2 separate regions of the Mus musculus genome follow, and region 2 is linked to region 1. Evidence: chromatin contacts called from public Micro-C data. All regions are on one chromosome and are shown on one strand. The core of a region is the stretch at or near the end of the contact, and the rest is flanking DNA. Distances in the headings are between cores, read along the strand shown.

Region 1 (3,848 bases), core at 1,284-3,783:
GGAGGGAACATTCGCCTACAAAAGCACAGAAAAAGGCAAATACATAAATAAGGCCCACCCCGTAAATGGCTCAGAACCTCAGACTTGGCTTCCAAGTTGCTTGGCACTGTCTAAAAGCTTAACGCTTTCTGCTGGGACCAGGGAGTCTGTAAGGCAACTGCAAGCGAAATTGTTTACTTCCACGCTAACATGAAAACTGCTCAATATCTCCTTTTTTTTAATCCCAAGCCTCAAATCAAATCAATTACAGCAACCTCCTCTAAGAGAATCTACTATTTCTTAAAAACAAACAAACATGTTTGTCTATGTGGCTGTTTAGATTGCCCTCTTATAAAGAGGGATGGATTCTTAAAGTTTTTTTTTTCTTCTTCTTCTTTCCTGAATGTATTTAGTTTGAAACAACTGGAAGCAGGGTTCTAAGAACCCAGGGTTAATAAAGGTGCGGATTTTCCACCAGCTGGCTGATGAGAAAACATTAAAACTTATCGAGGAAATAAATGCTCACTTATGGACTGAGGCTGGCGAACTGTGTGCCTGTTAGAGTGAGCTCTCAGAGCCGAGGTTTAAGACAGGCTAGCGTCCGGGCCTGGTAACCCATCCGTGATTTAAGCTATAAACCACATTCCTCTACTCTGTAGGCCACTGCTGTTTAATTTCACAGAAGTGCTGGCTTTCTGTACTTTTGACTTAAAAGGAAGTGCCCGGTTATGAAAACCCGACTAAATGTCTTGTGGCTTGGAAAACGATCCCGTGCCAAACTTTGGCCTCAAGTAGCTTGGAAGGAGACCGAAAGTGGGGTTTTATTTTCGTGCCCTTCCAACTGGTATCTTGATAAACCTCAATGCTACCTACCTCTGGTTTTGTTTTTGTTTTTGTTTTTCTTAAATCGGTGGTTTTAAACACTAGTCATTGGGGTCCTTAATAGACTTATTTCGGTCAGGCAAGGGCACTAAACATTACGTAAAGTGGTAACAATATTCAAATACAAGGTGCATAGTCTCATGGGTTCCTTGGGTCTACACACATAACCTTAATTGTAAAAATTGCCTGCTACGGTTTCCCTGGGCTTGCAGACTCCGGAGATGGCAACGGGAAAGAAACCCGAAGGTCCTCCCCTCTTCCACTGATTTCTCTGTCTCACACCATCAGGCTTAGGTCCCCTTCAGCCCCAGGGACAAGGCTGAAGAGTAGAAAGGGCCTGCGGAATCCTCCCGGGTCTCCCACTGCTGTCTAAGAGGGGCTTTAAGGTCTGTCCTGGGAAATAAAATCCAACAGAAAGAACTAAACGTAAAGAATATTTCAGAATGGCTTCACAAACGGGCTTCCTGCAACAAGGTGATTTTCTCGAATGCTGCAGAAGCCGAGTGCGCGGTCTCCTTCAATGGAAAACACCCTGTATTTTGTAAGGAACCCCGGATACGAGTCCCTAGGAACCATACTGAGGGCCCGGGTAGGCTGAAACTTCCTGACCCTTAAGGCAGGGCCCTGGAGTCTCCGCATATTTGGGGGGACAGGAAGTTTTCGTTTCAAACGTCAACAGTCAGCCAGAATCTACTGTTTTAAGAGTCAGACAAAAGAGATGTGAAATTTTTCAGATGGTTTGGGGGGAGGGGTCCCCCACTGATTACTTACTTACCTTCCTGACTTCGTGATGACCATCTCTGTACCCCGCTTGTGAAACTGGTCCCAAAGTTCCTTGGCCTCCAGGTGCACCTTAGGGTCATCTTCTACGTCTTCTTCGGGTTCCATGGTCTTCAGAGGCCTCAGATGTGCCTGGGGTCCCAGGGATGAGAAAGGGATGCCGGTCTCAGCAGCCCCCACTAACTGATCCATGATGGGCTTGGCCAGAGCTCCGGGGAGCGAGAGCGCCGCGGCGCCGTTGGGAGGCAGCGTTAGCGCGGGGAAGAAAGGCGGCTGGTGGCCCAGTACCGCGCTCATGGCGAAGTCCGGCGCCCGGTGAGGTAGGAAGGGATGATAGGCCATGCTTGTCCCAGGGATAACCGGATCTCTCATGGAGAGGCTCATCCACTCCAGACAGGGAACCAGTCCGCAGCTGCTGGCTTGGCTCCGCTTTTGTTGTTGCTTTTCAAAAATAATAATTAAAAAATTCAACAGCGACGCATAGTTTTGTTTAAAATAAAAAAGAGGGCAAATTACAAATAAAGCGTTTGAAAGGGAGGGGGAAAGTGTCTTTGGGGGGAAGAGAACGCCGCTTTTAAAGAGGACAAAGCGGCAGCAGATCTGGAGACATAGCCGCTGCAGGGGCTGTCCTGGTGCGTGGAGTGTGTTGGAAAAGCCGCTCCTGGAAGTCGGTTTCAGTAGGGCAAGCAGCAAGCAGGGGCTCGACTGGCGCCCAAGCCCTGTGGCTTAGCTGGAAATAGACACTGCAGCCCTTTCCCGGGGTGGCTCCCCGGCTCCCACGCTCTTTGTTGCCAAAGCGCAAGGTTCTCGGAGACTTTTTTTTTTAACCTTTTTTTCGACTCCTTCCCCCGCCCCCTAGCTCTTCTCTGGCTTTCTCGCAGGAGGCGTCTTAGTTGAGCTAGACTCTGGCTTTCACAGGCAGCGAGATCAAGGGGGGGAGGAAAAGTCTCTCCTTTAAAAAAAAAAAAAAAAAAAAAGCGATTTAAGCCCCTTTCCAGCGGCGCTTTCAAAACTAGAACTGCGAAGCTGGCTTCGGTTCGCGATCCTCCTCTCTGGCTCCGGGCTGCGCGCAGAGTCTGGGTGGCGAGCGAATGGTGCCTGCGATCTTCTGCCTCGGGGAGCCGGCTGTCTTCCTTGTGCTAAAAAAACGTGAGCGAAATCGCTTTCCTAAAAATAATAAATTAAAAAAAAATCAGCGTCCGGGCACGCAGGGCGAGGGAGGATCAAGAAGACGGGTGCAAAAAAAAAAAAATAGGAAAGAAGGAAGAGAACGGAGTGATTGGGAGCTGGAGTAGGCAAGTAGAGGGAGGGAGAGAAAGAGAGAAAGAGAGCGAGCGAGCACCTCGCCACCCTCCTCCGCCTCTAGAATTCCCCGGGCGTCTGCTCGGCGGCTCTGGACGGTCCGGCAGCGCTGTGGGCTGCGGGAGCCCGAGGCTTGTTGATTGGCTCTTTGACGCTTTCGGACCAATTGTGTGGCTGCATAGGCGTGGTTTTCACAGGTCGAGTGCTGGGGGAATAGAGCCGAGTTATAAAAAGAAGGTGTCGGAAACTGGAACGTCGCTGCGCCGCGCGGTACTACGGCCTGTCCTGCGTTTATGTCAACATGATCAGAGGGGAGGGCGGGGAGCCACCAGGGCGCCGCGCGCTCACCAAAGTCGCCTCTAGGTGGCTGATCCAGAAGAGAGTTCGCAGCAGCCTGAGAGCTCGCCGCGGCTCCTCAGCTCAGCCTACGTCTGAAAGGCCTCAGCCATCCAAGCCGGGGGATCCGGGGAGGAGGCTGGGCCAGGGAGGAAGGGGGAGGGAGCGAGGGCGGGAGCCAGGCAGCTTGCCCGGCTTCCGAGGCGCCGGGCAGGGGCGCTCGCCTCTCGCGCGCTCCGAGCGCTACAGTTCAAGCCCGCGGCCGCTTCTCTTGTGCGGATCTGCAGCTTCTTCCCTTTCCCGGGCCCCGGGCTAGCCGAGCTGGCCGCCGAACCTCTCTTTCGGCCAATAAGCCTTAACAAAAGCTCCAGGCTCGCGTAGCTCTGAAGGGAGCCCCACATGGAACCGCCCAGCCACCTCTGAGTCAGATCCTCTAGCTCCTGCGCCCGGGTGCTTCGGATTCCCGAGCCACTAGCGCAGGGGATCCCACCAATCTTTCTGCCCGCTGCCTGCTCCCCACCCGCAGCCACGTGCAGAGACCCAAATGCCCCTTGGGATTCTGGGCCCGA
Region 2 (3,595 bases), core at 211-2,710, about 23 Mb before region 1:
CTTTCCAGGGTAGGTAATGCCTAGCTGGGCTCGGGCTCCGAGAGGGTGCAGGGGATCTCCCCACCCTTTAGAACGGGTCCCTTCGGCAAGGATCACACTCCCTGGGTCCCCAGTCAGGTAGACTGCCGTCGGCGGCTCCCTGCCACTTAACTTCGAAAGTTTTTTTTTTTTTTTTTTTTTTTTTTTTGCTGAAAGAGCAAAATAAAAGTACAAAGTCTGGGGGATTAGTGCTCCCCTCCCCCTCTGGCCGCCGTGGCCAGCCAAGCACTTTTGGGCTTGGCTTGCTTCCTCTGAGCTCAACAGATTTTTTTTTTTCCCTTTCCCGGTCTCGCCCTCCCTGGAGGGGGCGCGGCGGATGGAAGGCGAGAGAGGCCCCCAGCCAAGAGGTTTTTAATATTACACCTTAATAGGTTTCAGAAGGCCCCGTGGAGAAATGCTAATAGGGCTGAAATGTCAGAACCGAGAGGGATTCAGCTCGCGTTCCGCCGATCTAATCCTTTTTTCTGCTCTGGTTTTTCTTGGCGGGGAAAGGGGGAAGGAGGGGCGCCCACGCCAAAAGGGGCTTTGGGGAGGGGCGCGCGGTGCGCACTCGGCCGCAGAGCCCCACAGCCCGGGTTTCTATAGGAACCTTTTATAAGATGCAACTCACCGCTGCCGACCGCCGCGGCCTGTCCAAAATATTAATCAGTAAAGCCTTCTGACACCGCGTTTCAGGGAGGGGACCCGCAGGCAGGGGCAAAAGGAAAAAAAAAAGGCCTTGTCGCCTGCCTGCCCACCCCACCCGACCGCGACTGCTAGGGGGAAAGGGAATGAATCGCTGCTTTATTTTAAAAGGCGAGAGTGAGCGAGCAAGCGAGAGAGAAGCAGGCCTTGTTATTTTTCGTCTGAACCTCGCTCTTTGGAGTGGCACCCTAGAGAGGGAGCGCCGGGCGCGGGCGCAATGAGCAGCTCGCCGGTTCCCGGCTCTTCCCGGCTAGCTTGTCACCTCCTCCCGAAGAAGGAAGCTGACAGGAGGCCTTGCAATGCCCGGGATTGCGGCGACAACCATCTTCCTCTATTTTGATCACTCAGCCCAGACGCAGGAGGAGGGGCTGGGATGTGGGGGGAGGGAGAAGGAGAAAGAAGGGGGGGGTCTGCTGGAGCTGGTGTGGGGGAGGGCTGCCTAGAAACGGCTCGGAAAAATTCTCACCACCAGTTTTGATCATTCAGCCCCGCCGTGGGGAGCCTGGAAACTGCTGGAGCCCCGAGGTCCGTAATTGGTTTTATAGGAATGGCTGAGGGCCAAGGTGTTTACATGCGCGTGATGGGCGGCGAGCGGGACCAATGCGCTGCGGCCGGGGGCTGGCCCGAAGGGGGGGGCGGGCACCCGGGAACAATGCGTGTTTCTTCGCCTGCGAGGCTCCCCTCCCCCGTCCCCCTTAAGCCCCCCCTTCGCTTTTTTTTTTTTTTTTTTTTTTTTAGATCCAGCGAGAGGAACTTGAAAGGGGGGTTGTGTAATGTACCTTTTCCAATCCCGGGCTGTATATGGAGATTTGGGATTCTTTAAACCGGCGCTACCTGGATTTTATTAAAAAGCGGGGAGCTCGGCGGGAGGAAAGCTGGCTTTTCCGGGGGCTGCGGGAGCGGGGCCGCGGGAGGGCGGAGGAGTTGGCGCGCCGCGCGCCCGGCCCGGGGAGCGGTTTTCTACCAAAAAAAGGAAAGGCGGGCAAAAAGTGTGAGGCGGCTGCGGGTGGCGGAGGGGAGCGGCGGCCGAGGGATGGCGGGCAGTACGGGCGCCTAGCCGCGCCAGGAACCGCGGCGGTTGCCGGAGTCGCCGTCGGAGCCTGGAGCCCGGAGCCCCGCCGCGCCAGGTACGCTCCGGGCCCCGATGCTCCCCGAACTTGTGCAGCGTACCCCTTGGGTCCGCAAAGCAGAAGGTCCCCGAAACAGTCGGGGTCCCCAGAAGGGAAGCGGAGGGCAGGGATCAGGGGGAGAGGACGCATCGCTGCGCCTTGGACTCCCACCCGAGCTCTCAGTCTGCAGCACCGCCGAGGGCGGCGGTTCCCTACTTGGTTCCCGGCAGGCGGCGGGCTAGCCCGGGGACGCCGAGACGGTTTCGATTATAGGCTGTTTTTAATTAAAAGCCGGAATTCAGCCATTTTAGCTGCATTTAAGAGGGGAAAAGTAGAGAAGGACGCAGTGGAACCCCGCAGATAGCCACGCCAGCTTCTCGACCATGGCAAAGGCTGCTCCGTAGGGCTTCACCCCGACTTCCTTAAAGTGGGGCGCCTGGGCTCTGCCTTTTTCAAAACGCTGCCTTTAATGAATATTATCTTTAAGTGTATGCGGGAAGCTCCTGGCGCCTTTGAGACAAGTATCCCGGGCTGTGACGATCCTAGATTTTTTCAAAAGTAAACGCGATTCTGGTAACCAGAGCCTGATAAAGAGCGAGGGCGGGCGAGAGGAAGAGGGGGTGTTGTAACCAAAGCCACGTTAAAATAGGCGTCCTTAGCAAAGTTGGGGGAAGAGGACTTTTGGGTCTGGGCGTAGGGCGGCTGGTCACCCGGGAGCTGTGGCTTAGTCTCCGTCTGCTAGAGCGCCCCGGTTCTCCCGGAACCAGGGGGTCTAGAGTAGCCTGGGGCTGGTAGTCAGGGAGGGAAGGGTGGGCTCTCTGAGACCTCCCTACCCCCTCGGGAACAGGAAAGCGACAGATCTTTTAAACAAACAGCTTAAATAGGACTTACAGGAGGGTTTACCCGATGCTGGGGAGGCGCCCCTCCGCTGGCCCGCGCTGTTAAGTTATTTTTTTTCCTTTGTAGGTTATTTTGGGGGTGTGTGGGTCACAAAGCTAGGGTAGAATTGAGATCTTTGGAGACCCCTTCTTTCTTCTCTGATGATCCCCAAATCCTCCACACCAAGCCACGTTCTCCGGGCATCGGTATTCCCAGGCCCGGGCGTTGGAAAATGAAACCAAATCTTGTTTTGAAGGAGTCTTTTTCCAGTTCACGGGCGAGAATGCCACGTCTCGGGGACTCGGATTCTGCGACTCCCAATGGCCCAACGGGGGCAGCAGGAGGGGGGCGGTGATCTTCCTTTAAAAATAAACCCGTTTCGTATCTGACCTTGGTAAACAACAACAAAAAGCCCCTAAACCGAACACCCCTTTTATTATTATTATTATTATTCGCGGCTCACAAGGAGAAAAAAAAAAGGGAGACGAGGGCCCTAAAAAGGTTAAACATTAAACTTTGCGAATCAGATAGTTGGTATGGCGTTATGGACACATTTCAACCAACTCAAAAGCATTCGAAGTTTTAAACCTCCAGAGCTTGTGACGCCTGAAAAATAAACTACGGGTTTGGATTTAGCTGAACGGGCGCGGTCTGTTGAGTGGCCTTCCCCAGTTAGGGAGAACTTCGTAGGCAAGAGACGGGGCTGGGACACAGCGAGCCGGGCCGCTTCCCTGAGCCACGTCCCTGGGAACCCTGAACTGCTGGAGGAAGGACCCTAGGTTTTCGCATTTCGAGGAGAGGGGGCGGCTACTCCCGATTTTATTTCTGGCCACCAGCTCGGTTCGCTACTCTCCTACCCTGAAGGGCGAGGCGACTTTCTGAAA

Evidence for each region. Hi-C and Micro-C count contacts between places; a contact is called where the count stands out from the background.
Region 2: a Micro-C map of embryonic stem cells shows a contact between it and region 1, with 21 times the contacts expected there. The contact joins the promoter of Tnrc18 here to the promoter of Tbx3os1 in region 1. A contact is called at or near these places in 3 of 39 promoter capture datasets (cranial neural crest, frontonasal cranial neural crest and maxillary cranial neural crest) and 2 of 484 Hi-C or Micro-C datasets (both in embryonic stem cells).

What each region holds. Positions count from the first base shown.
Region 1 is chr5:119,670,193-119,674,040 of GRCm38.p6, reverse strand. It overlaps Tbx3os1 (T-box 3, opposite strand 1), which reads left to right and starts at 2,533. Exons shown (of 4, transcript NR_166476.1): 1 at 2,533-2,790. Tbx3 (T-box 3) reads right to left here and starts at 2,808. Exons shown (of 8, transcript NM_011535.3): 1 at 1,637-2,808; 2 at 1-15. The coding sequence starts at 2,025.
Region 2 is chr5:142,815,527-142,819,121 of GRCm38.p6, reverse strand. Tnrc18 (trinucleotide repeat containing 18) reads left to right here and starts at 1,460. Exons shown (of 28, transcript NM_001122730.3): 1 at 1,460-1,850. It overlaps Gm31365 (a long non-coding RNA gene), which reads right to left. Exons shown (of 3, transcript XR_377182.4): 3 at 3,130-3,595.